2 separate regions of the Mus musculus genome follow, and region 1 is linked to region 2. Evidence: chromatin contacts called from public Hi-C data. All regions are on one chromosome and are shown on one strand. The core of a region is the stretch at or near the end of the contact, and the rest is flanking DNA. Distances in the headings are between cores, read along the strand shown. Region 1 holds the start of Mtr (5-methyltetrahydrofolate-homocysteine methyltransferase). Region 2 overlaps Mtr (5-methyltetrahydrofolate-homocysteine methyltransferase).

Region 1 (5,572 bases), core at 102-2,601, 47 kb before region 2:
CTACACCATGTGGTGAGGAACCATGGTCACTCCTGTGCCAGGGAAGACATCTCATACCTTCAGCACTTCTCACAATGTAACTGCTTTAGTCATATTCACCTGAAGTTGCAGTTTAGACACATGTTTTTGGGGTGTCTTTCTGGTGTCAAAACTTTTGAGGCACTTTTCAAATTTAATAAGGAACCATGTAAGGGTAGCAGCCCCTCCCTAAAGCATTCTGAGGTAGGGGGTATCCATTCTTCAAATGAATGTGAGTGAAGCAGCCCAAGGTGCTTCCTTAATTCCTCTGGAGTGATGCTGTGCCATGCTGGTCTTTGCTTCTAGTAATAAAACATCAAATTAGGTTTGGAGGGAACTTTGATCTTCCTAAGGGAAAAAAATGTTATGTTTTATTTGTGTATTTCCTCTGACTAAAAAAAATATACCCTTCCTTTAAGACCCAACTACTTTGTTTGTTTGTGTGTGTGTGCGTGTGTGCATTGTATGCATGTCTGTGTGCTAAGATAAATGAGCTCCTGTATTGCAGAGCCCAAAGGAGACCATCTGTATTCTCCTTTCTCACTATCCACCTTATTTCTTTAGCCAGGATTGTTTTCTGAACCTGTAGCTCACTGGCTTTTCATTCAGACTGGCAGCTAGCAAAACCCAGGAATCTTCCCGTCTCTGCCCCAGATACTTATTTGCCTTAGAATACCATAAACCCTTTGGGATGTTTCCTACTTTCTTCTTTCCATGTTTAATTATTTGTGCAAGTTCTTACTGGCCCACTTGTGCTATCCAAGTGTGTATCTCAACTTGAGTGTTTTACTCAGTAAATGTTTAGTATCAGTGTGGCCATTAGCATCTATAGTGCCTCATAATTTCCATAGTGTACTCACGGGTTCTTTTTTTAACCCCTGTTGCAAGCCTATAAATTAATAGTCACTTTCATTCTAGTCTTTCTTTTCTGTGGATGAGGGAGACAAGATATTTAGTGTCTGCAAAACTAAGCTACAATTAATTTTCTGACTTCAGATTCCTGGCCCTTGATACTCCACCACTGATGAGAGCCAATACTATAGTATGAATTTTTCGACTAGAACTTGGAGAGGTCTTTGGGAACCATTTCCAGAACTCAGGGAAGAGACGCTCTGGTCTCCATAGGGACCCAGTACTCAGGACTACATCTCCCATAGGGCCACGGAGCAAAGCCTCCGGCGATTGGGTAACGACCAACAGCCTATACACGGCGGCGAGGAGCTGTTGAGGGCCAATCACATGCCGGGAAGGGGGCGGGCCCTCCTGCCGGAGGCTAGATTGAGCGGAGAGCTAACGGCGCAGTGGCGGCGGCGGCCGTCTCTACGTCGTCAATTCCTTTAGTCTGTCGCTGCGGCCTTGCTCTGTAGCGGGGAGCTCTGCGCTTGGGAGTTCCGTAAGAAGCGCGTGCCCGAGGCACGGTACCCGGAGGCCCGGTGTGTCGGCTCTGGAGCTTCGGGGATCTTGTCAGTTCGTCAGGCCAGAAAACGCTGGCTGGAGCCGCCCGCGGTGGAATTCTTTGGAGATCAAGCCTTCCCTGCTTGAGGAGGACTCTTGGCGGCGCGTCGCCTGCGCTGTTGTCACTCGGTAACTCCTCCATCCAGGTCTAGCGGTTCTGTGGGTGCCTCGGCTCTCCAGGAGTTTCTCCTTCGGAGACCCAGCCTGGAGTTCGGGGGGGACGCGGTCCTTGCTGGGTCTCTTTCTTCACTCACCCGCACACGCTCGGTCCGGTGGCGGAGCGACGAGCGCTGCCTTTAGCGCTGCAACTTCTAGCAACAACTTCCCGCGGGGCTCCTGGGAAGTTCTGCATGATATAACTGTATTCAGTAAATGTTTACGGAAAGCTGTCTGCCCGAGACGAGTTCAGATGCTGGGAGGCCGGTAAGGCAGCCTAGACAGTTGAACCACGTGGGGTTTTAATTTCCTTTTCTACTCTTTACTTTTGGAAACTCTGGCTTTAGCTTGACGGTTGCCTGACTGGACTCTCAGTACCCAGGAGTGGGGATGGAAGGCAGAATAGTAATCGCAAATTACTCGGATATTGGTGGCTCTGGCCTCCACAATGAGAAAAGACACAAAGGGAGTATAATTTCAGTTTTGAGTGTCTTAAAGATTTGGAGAGAGATTCCTATAAGACGTGTGAGTGAGGTAAGACGTAGAGTCGAGAGAATTAGTAATAAGGACATCAGGTTGTGCTTGCCCAGCGGACAGGAAGCTCTGGTTTAGTTAATCCCTAGCTCTGCATAAAGCTAGACTCGAAGGGGTTTACGTCTAAGGCTATTCTCTGGAACACAATGAGTTCTGGACCAGCCTCGGTAACATGAGATCCTGTTTCTTTTTAAGACAGAACAGTGAGTATGGTGTGGCATAGTGTGTAGCCCTAGGAGGAGGGTGAATATCTGACAAATAGGGCTGGTAGAATTGTTCTTGAAACCAGTGGGACATTGCCCGGCAGCACATTGCTGTTGCTATAAAAAAAGATCGCTCTTTTTCATAGAGTTACGGCATGGTTATTTAGTCTTTTAGGGCTTCAGGCTTCTTCCTTTCTTTTTAGAAAAAGAAGAGTAATTGAATATAGTTATTGCTGCAGAAAGCCTCTGAAAATTTAGAATAGATTAAATAGTGATCCCTTGCAGAAAATGAGAGAAAATGGTTGGCTATTTGCACCTGGCCCTGCTCTCTTCTCCACTTTCCTCCATGGGTGAACATCAAGTTCTAGGCTCCTTACCTGTAGCTTAGAAATAGTTCTGCCTCTCTCACCTATGTGTTGGTATTACAACCACGTTGCTTTAACATCCTAAAAAACCCTTAGCCACTGGTGTCCAGCTTTTGTTTTTTGTTTCTTTCTGTGTTATTTACTGTTATACTGTCAAGTCTCAAGGAAGAACTAAGATTACCGAACTTCAAGGTTGAACTGAAAGCTGGATATGTCCCAGGCTGTGGATATGGTTCAGTGGTGGAATGCTTGCCAAGAGTAAATCCCTCCAGCAGATGGTCAGGGAGAGGGTATAACCTCAGACCCTGTGTGTGAGAAAGTTTCTGCTGCAGCTTCTAGTGATCTCATGTTTCTCCCTTGCATGCTTTTATGAACTTAGCTAAGAGTGACTAATGGAAGAATGAATAAAAGGAGCCAGTGAATTGGTAGCAGCTCAGATCTCTTCTGGCCTTTAAAAATTAGTGGGAGAAAAAAATATTTCAAAAATGAGATAATATGTGAACAGATGCCTATAAAATGTAGCAAATCAGTTCAATCTAGAGATTAGAGGCCCCAGATGAAAGATGTGTCCTCCAAGGAGCTTGTGGAGCAGATTGTAAAGTAGCCAAAGCGGGAAACTGCTGAGAATGCATTGAGGTAGTTTGCTTGTAGTGCAAAAAAGAGAAGTATTTTTTATTCTACACCATTTTGTCCTGTGAAAGGGAAGTCCTTTTGTGACCCCTGTTAAGGCCATTCTCTCCAGAGGAGCTGTGTTCCTGACACTGTAGCATGTCACTTACAGGCCCATATTAGGAACTAATTGTCCTATAACTTGTTATTCTTTAAGTTGCTTGGTTTTCACTTGTTTGTTTGCAGTGCTGGGGTGCTAGGGAGTCTGCTGTAAGCCTTCGTACATGCTAGGCGAGTGATTTACCCTGAGCTGTAGCCCAGTCTTAGGTAGTTCTCGGCTACTACCTGACTTTATGTTCCTTTCAGCATCTGGTGGGTGCTGTCACCAGTTCTACATCTATTTATCCTTTGGAATATTTGCTGTGAAGACAAATGGTACCAAGTCAAGAGAAGGAAGAAAAGAAGAAGGAAAAACAAAACCTAAAACAACGAAATACCCGATTCTACAAAGCTGTAGGATCTACTCAAATTGGGGAAAATACAATTGCTTCATGGGCTTATTCACCAGGACGGGTCTCAGAACTCTTTTCTATGTAGCACTTATTTACATGCACACAGATATTAAACATAAAGCTGTTTCTAATCATCTACTGGGAGTTACTATGAAACCATGCCGCCTTTTATTCACCTTAAAAGATGTGTCAGAGAATCCGTTCTACATAGAGTAGTCGTCCCTTCTTTACTTTCCTGCTGAGATCAGACATAGAATCCGCTCTATTAAGTTGTAAAACACACAGAATATTCTAGACCTAATGAACTGAACACAGAAACTTTGAGGTGGGGCGCATTCTTTACAGAAGAATAAAGTTTCAGTGAATGCCCACACTATGCTAAGGGAAAGGACAGTCATTGGGAGGATTTGGTTTTTAAATTTTCCTTATTGTTTGAGGGGTGGCTCTGGTATGTTGGCTTGCACCTGTTGGCTAAAGTCTCAGGAGACCTGTTCTTTCTTCCTACCTTGGGGATGTGGCGACTCAGGCTCTCAGGTTTACACAGTAAGCACTTTTTCCTACAGAGCCTTCTCTTTGGCCCAAGGGGATTTACATTTAAGAGAAGGTTCTGATGGTAATTAGGAATGCTGGTCTTTAATGATAATTAAACGTAATAAAAGATAAACTCCTACTAGAAGAGTCAGTGGCCTCTTAAGATAAATTGTACTTACTTTTTAAGGATAATAAGCATATGGATGATGAAGGATTGTATTTTATTGTTGTTTTGAGGAAGGGGCTCATGTAGCCAAGGCTGGCCTCTGAACTCACTGTATAGATAAGAATAGCCTTGAAGTCCTGATCCTCCCACTTCTGACAGTGTTGAGATTACTGGAATGTACCACCATGCCCGGCTAGCAGTAGATTTTCAAGGACCTGTTGTGGAGTTCTGTCTTCAACTCCCACTCAATTATGATGTGTACTCTTTTATATATTTGTGTTTGCTACTCACGATTCTCTTGTTTCTGTAGACTCTTTCACATATACCCATATATTTATGTATTTCTTTCTAGATTTCAGAATTTGTGTGGGGGCTTAGGTTGTTTATGGTATATAGTGGACTGTTGCAAAGATGAAAATTTATATAAGTATGGTAGTTAATTGTTTCTATCTTTTATGTTCACACACTAACCCATTAAGAACCAGCTGTATTTTGAAGGTCAGGTTGGAATTACCAGTGTTCAACTGTAATAGCTTTATAGAATTAACAAAGAAAGTCCTGAGGAGTTCTGCAGCCTGGCCTAGGCTTATGCTCCTTAAACAGTCATTGACTTTTTTTCTGCACTCTGAAACAGAAGTAGCTAAGCCTGCTTCACCATTGTTTGGGGATTCATCTGTGCGTTGTAATATGTAAATCATTGTATTGTATAGAAATGTCAGCATTTTTGACAGCAGTTTTCTAGTGCTGTAGTTGCATCTTTTATGAGCTCTCCTTACTCCATGTTAAGAGTTAGGGGTTCCACCTCTTTCTTTTTTCCTCTTCTGCTGCTGGAGATCAGACTCAGGGGTCTTATACACTATGCACTGTCTACCCCTTACCTACATCCCCCACATATCTCCTTTCATTCTTTGAAGTCAGTTTTTACTTTCTTTAAAGGAAAGATGAAGAAAACCCTGCAGGATGAGATTGAAGCCATTCTTCGGAAGAGGATCATGGTGCTAGACGGTGGGATGGGGACCATGA
Region 2 (5,609 bases), core at 3-2,502:
GGCCGGGGAAATTCCCTGGTGACCCCTTATGTATGCTCACTGCTTGCCTCACGTTGCAGGACCCTTACCAAGGCACCATTGTGCTGGCCACTGTTAAAGGGGACGTGCATGACATCGGCAAGAACATAGTTGGCGTGGTGCTGGCCTGTAACAATTTCAGGTAAGCGGGGATCGGCTTCTTCCAGTTCCTTCATGGCCTTTTACTGGCTGAAAGGGCTGGGGTAAGGGATGCCCATGGATGAAGTGGGTTTTGGTGTTTTGTTTTGTTTTGTTTTGTTTTGTTTTGTTTTGTTTTTAGGTTCATAATTATGTGTCTCTTACGTATGTGTTAAAGGACATAGAGAATGGGAAGTAATCTCTAGGGGTCAGGCAGCCAGGAGCCTTCTTGAGAATCTGTGGTGGACATAGTCTCTAAGGCTCCTCCGGCTTCTCATGGCTCACATGTACCCTTTCCCACCCAACGAACTGCTGGGGTCTAGACTGGGTTCTTAGGGGAGTTGGTACCATGGACTCTGTAGGAAAGCTTTGTCGTCGCTAGTCTCGCTGCTGTGTCTCTTGGTGATTGTACTAGGGTTCTCTGAGCGGCAGAACTGGCAGAGCTAATGTATGTGTAGTAGTGGGTTTATTCGCGAGGCTAACAGGCTGTGGTGCAAGTAGTGCAGCAGTGATTTCCTGACAGGAAGGCCAGGATCCAGGAGTCAGTGAGTGAGACTGGATGTAAGGAAGGTCTTTAGGACGGTCCAGCCAGGTCACAGCCCACTGTGGAATCCTAAAGAAGTAGAGCGAGGGAACGTTTACAGACAGCAAACGCTTCCTTCTTCTGTGTCCTTCTGTGTGGGCTGCCACTAAGAAAGGGTGGCCAGATTGACCTCAGGTGATCTAGCCAATAAGAATCTCTCACAACCATTCCCAGCTACTTGGGTTTAGACACGTCCAAGTGTAGTCAAGTTGACAACCACGGTTAGCCATCACAGTGATGTTAAAGTAGCAGTTGGAATGATATATGCAGGTATAACCCCCTTTTGATAACTCAACAAAAGAATAAATATTCGTAACAAAGTTATTTCCAGATAAGCTAATGGCTTATATTAAGTTTACAGTTTCCCTGATTCACAATATGTTTCAATGAAAAAGCCACTAAAGCCTGCCCTGGTCCCAGTGTCCTGTCAGCAGTCCTTTGGAGTCATGACTGCTTTCCACTGTGCCTTCTCTCTCTCTGGCAGAGGAGCCCACTGGTGCTCTGGCTCTCATGTTCTGTCTGCTGCTGCCAGCCAGCAGTGAGCCTTCTCAGCCTCTCTCCTCTCACCACTTGACCTGTCCCTGCCTGGAACGCTGGTTGATTCCACTCAGGAATGCAGAGCTGGTTGTACCCAGAGGGCAGCTTTTCCCACGGCCAGTCTTCTACCTTTCCTTCCAGCCTTTGTCTTGAAGGCAGCTTTCTTTCCTAGCCTTGACAATCAGGGCTGCAGTTCCCTCCACCTACTTACTTTACTATTCGTTAGAGTGAAATACCAGCCTCTGTTCTTTGGGGGTCACTTACTTGCCAATATTATTTTGACCTGCATCAACTTTAAATGTACTGACTCATTAATATTCAGATTTTCCATTGAGAAGTAAGTTAGAATATTAAGACTGATTTTTGATCAGATAATTGCATGACAGTTGATTTTAGATATACTGTCTCAACTATGAAAAGACAGTTATGTACTTTCCCCATTTAACACGAGTTATATAAGAAAATTCGCCTATCAGATTTCCAGGAATTAATGTAAAAATGGGCTAGATGTGATGGCTCATGTATTTAACCCCATAGGTTTAAACCCCACTTAGTGCAGATGTGGGTAGATTAACATAGTAAGTTCCAGGCCAGCCTGGGCAAGCAACGAGCAGAAGCTTCCTTCTTTCGTGTCCTTTCCTGTAGGCTGCCACCAGAAAGTATGGCCCAGATTTAGGATGGGGTGGAGGGAGAAAAAGGGGGAGCAACAGTAATAGGCCCTGTGAGTACTACTCAACCTCAAGTGGAAGAAGGGGAAAAAAAAAAAAAAGACTCACAGCTGGGTGCTGGGCTAGTAGGATGCTGCCATCTAGTGGTAGGATATGTGAATTGCAGGGACAGCAGTCTGGAAGAGATAGCATTTGTACCCTTCCTTTTCCTTTTCCTGTCTCCACCTCTTTCTCCTATTTTTAGTTAACAAGGAATATATATTCCTAAGTTACATGTTTATAAAGCGTATTATGACATCGAAACACATGTGTACAACGTATACTGATCGAGCATTGTCGCCTTATGTATCCTTACTGAAGTGGGGGACTCACTGTTCTGGTTCTTCATAATGCACACTAGGTTGTGCACAGAGGCACCTGCCCCGCTGTGGAGCGTGAGAGCGTTTCTCCTGCATCCAGCTTTTTATTCCCCTCCTCCTCCTCACCCTGTTTACCTCTGTTAATTACTATTCAACTTTCTCATACTTCAGGGTCAACTTTCTTCACTTGAGAGAAAGATTGTATTTCTGTGTCTGGATTGTTTTACTTAACATAATGACCACCAGCTCCATTTGTTTTCCTGCAAATGAGAGAGTTCATTCTTTCTATGGCCAAGTAGTATTTTATTCCATGTGACTATGTATTTTCTTCACTTATTTATCCACTGATGGAGGCTTAAGTTACCCTGAGTATATGCACAATTTTACTTTTCTTTGTGATTTCTTCTGAAGAGGAAAATAACTAGTTTTGTCTCTTTATTTTCTAAATTCTTTGTAATCTAAAATAGTACTGGATACTATTAGTAACTCATGTTTTGTAACATTTTTTTCTGAGTTTGAATCAGATACAATGCATACCTAAAGCTCTCTTTTTCTCCCCCTTTCTTTTACACTTTTGAAACAGTGCGTATATGTGTTTTCATACGCGAGTGCTGTGGAAGTCAGGCGACAACTTGCTCAGGAGCTGGTTATGCCCACCATTCAAGTGCCAGGGATCCAACTCAGGATGTCAGGCTAGGTGGCAAATACCTTTCCCCACAGAGCCATCTTAGCAGCTATTAGAGCTCTATTCTAAACGCTTAGGAAGCACATTGTAAGATTAACAACTTTCTTCCCCCCTCTTCACTTTTTTTTTTCCACATAGGGTCTTACTGTGTAGTCCAGGGTGGCCTTGAACTTGAGACATGGGGTATCCACCACTTACAGTGAGCAAGAGGTAGTGAAGGATGTGGTGAGTGGGAGGGCACAAGGAGACGTTAGAGAGATTGGGTGGTAGGGGGATGGACACTTGAGGATTTTCAGCCAGTCATAACCCTGAGCCGTCATGACTTAGGATCTGCCTTGGTTTCTCTTCCCTATAGCTAGCTGGTAATACTAATTTTTTTTTTTCCAAAATGTAGCTCCAGTGTCCCCTGAGATACTTCTAGTTGTTTGGTCTTAATGGTCTCTGTCGCACACTGTAAGTGCCTCAACTGTACCACTTGTCATGCAGGGCTCTAACTCCGAGCTTCTGTTTCTCAAGTATGCCATGACATTTATCTGTATGCCCTTGAAGATGCTGTGGGGCAGCCTTGGTGCTAGATTGGTACTCAAGACTGGAATTGTCTGCCTTTGTGAGGTCCTAAACTTACAATGTGTAGAAAATTATAAATATTTCAGTCACTTCCCAGCAAGGCTTGTTGAAAGAAAGCAGGTTAAGAAGTTGCAGGTTGCGGTTGCTTCCCAGCCCCCTTGCTCACTGTCCCCAGTCTGTCTCACTGGCCACTGCTTGTCACTCTTTTGGTTCCTTCTTTCCTGAGCATCCTCAAACACAGGAAGCCCTCCGGGCTCAGCCCCTGGGCATTTCTTCTGCCTAGAATGGTGCTTCTTAACCTTTCCTGTGCCTTCTCAGTGGGCATCTTGAGACTTACGTCTGCAGGAGGGAAGGTTTGATCTCAAGTCCTGCCTTTCTAGGGAGTTGTCTGGTAGCATTAGTGCTACAGGTACAGGAGTCCCCAGTTAGGCCCATCAACCATATAATCTGTGCAGTGTTTTGACTCTGTACAGTCTACCATTGGTAAGACCCCAGTGTCTTCATGTGGCTCTCTTTTCCTAGGCTTCAGACATAATGCTCATGTAAGTGTTTAAAGGGCCCCATTTATATTGAAATTGCAAACTAATATTTTGGAAATAGAATTAGTTGCCATCATCTTAAGACCATCTCCCTAACTCACTCCTGTTTGAAAACACTCTTCCCAACCCCTGGGTGCTGTTCCTTTTACAGTGTTTACAGGCATGACCAGCCCATCCCCCGTTAGTGTGTAGTCTCTGTCCGTTCCCCACAGCCTCGGTTCCTGTGTCTGTTTAACTACAGCACTCACCTTGGCTTTTCTCATTCCTGGAAGTTGTACCTGAAAGCAACAAGATAAAGCAGGAGAGAACAGTGAGAGCAAGGTAATTGTCTGTGTTCTGATGATTTTTAGTCACATTTGAGAACATGTACAGAGCTGGAGACATGGTTCAGCCATAAAAGGCTAGGCTCACAACAGAATTGTCAAAAATGTTATGTAGTGTTGTAAAGAATCAGCTTTGAGGTGCATACTTTTTTGTCTTAACTTAAAAGCTATTTGCTCTTTAGCCTTGTTTTATATTCAGCAGTATATACTTAGTTATCTTAAACAAAACATCTCCAGTTACTAGATTTTCTTCAGTATGTTAAAAACCCAAGAGGCTATCTGTTGCCACCGCCAGCATCTATTTGCTGTGGTTAATACCAGCAGAGCCCAGTGCACTTTCTGTCAACTTGGAATTCTCTCCTTTTTTTAGAGTTCCATAGTGTTAGTTAATTCAAGAACAAAACAAACTTCTTGTAAAAAGGAATATGGGGATAAGATACAAACCCATTCATATAAGAGGGCATGCAGTAAGAATGACAGCCAAGCCACTTCCTGCCTCAGTGTTCAGCACTCACTGTCAACAACTGGTATTTGGTTCTAGAGATGTTCATGTAAGACAAGGGTATCACTGTGTAGCCCTGAAGCAGGATCCCAGAGCTGGCTAGATCCAGGCTAGAGGCATGGCTTCTGATCCATGGCAGTCCTTTGGCCTCAGCTTTTTGAGTTCTGGGATGAACCATCACACCTGTTTTTTTGTTTTGTTTTGGGTTTTTTTTTTCTAGAATTATTGACAAATAAATGAAAATACATGCTCCATTTTAAAAAAATTATTTCTGTCCTTTATTTTTTAATTTTATTTTTATGAAGATTTATTTATTTGTATATGAATACACTCTTGCTGTCTTCAGACAGACCAGAAGAGGGTATCAGATCCTATTACAGATGGTTGTGAGCCACCATGTGGGTGCTGGGAATTGAACTCAGGACCTCTGGAAGAGCAGTCAGTGCTCTTAACCACTGAGCCATCTCTCCACCCCACATGCTCCAATTTTTTTTTTAAAGATTTATTTATTATATGTAAGTACACTGTAGCTGTCCTCAGATACTCCAGAAGAGGGCATCAGATTTCATTATGGATGGTTGTGAGCCACCATGTGGTTGCTGGGATTTGAACTTGGGATCTTCGGAAGAGCAGTTGGCGCTCTTAACCACTGAGCCATCTCGCCAGCCCCAATTTTTAAATCATTTAATA

Evidence for each region. Hi-C and Micro-C count contacts between places; a contact is called where the count stands out from the background.
Region 1: a Hi-C map of 8-cell embryo shows a contact between it and region 2, with 2.1 times the contacts expected there. The contact joins the promoter of Mtr here to the enhancer-like site in region 2. A contact is called at or near these places in 12 of 39 promoter capture datasets (the 3T3-L1 cell line, 3T3-L1-derived adipocytes, the HPC-7 cell line and 8 more), 2 of 15 datasets of contacts at CTCF or cohesin (the G1E-ER4 cell line and pro-B cells), 58 of 484 Hi-C or Micro-C datasets (8-cell embryo, B cells, the BV-2 cell line and 41 more), 19 of 115 datasets of contacts at active chromatin or transcription factors (the 230-238 cell line, the NIH/3T3 cell line, the SCID.adh cell line and 10 more) and 3 of 9 other capture datasets (adipose tissue, liver and pancreatic islet).

What each region holds. Positions count from the first base shown.
Region 1 is chr13:12,253,892-12,259,463 of GRCm38.p6, reverse strand. Mtr (5-methyltetrahydrofolate-homocysteine methyltransferase) reads left to right here and starts at 1,351. Exons shown (of 33, transcript NM_001081128.3): 1 at 1,351-1,602; 2 at 5,486-5,572. The coding sequence starts at 5,491.
Region 2 is chr13:12,206,939-12,212,547 of GRCm38.p6, reverse strand. It overlaps Mtr (5-methyltetrahydrofolate-homocysteine methyltransferase), which reads left to right. Exons shown (of 33, transcript NM_001081128.3): 22 at 60-160. Among named protein-coding and RNA genes, the nearest start is that of Gm10336, 23 kb to the right of the region's middle. Within about 2 kb of position 1,252, at least 14 of the 459 cell types and tissues checked have an H3K27ac peak or open chromatin away from gene starts, as enhancers often do. A contact at or near this core is called in 8-cell embryo, heart atrium, morula and 1 more, where this site is marked.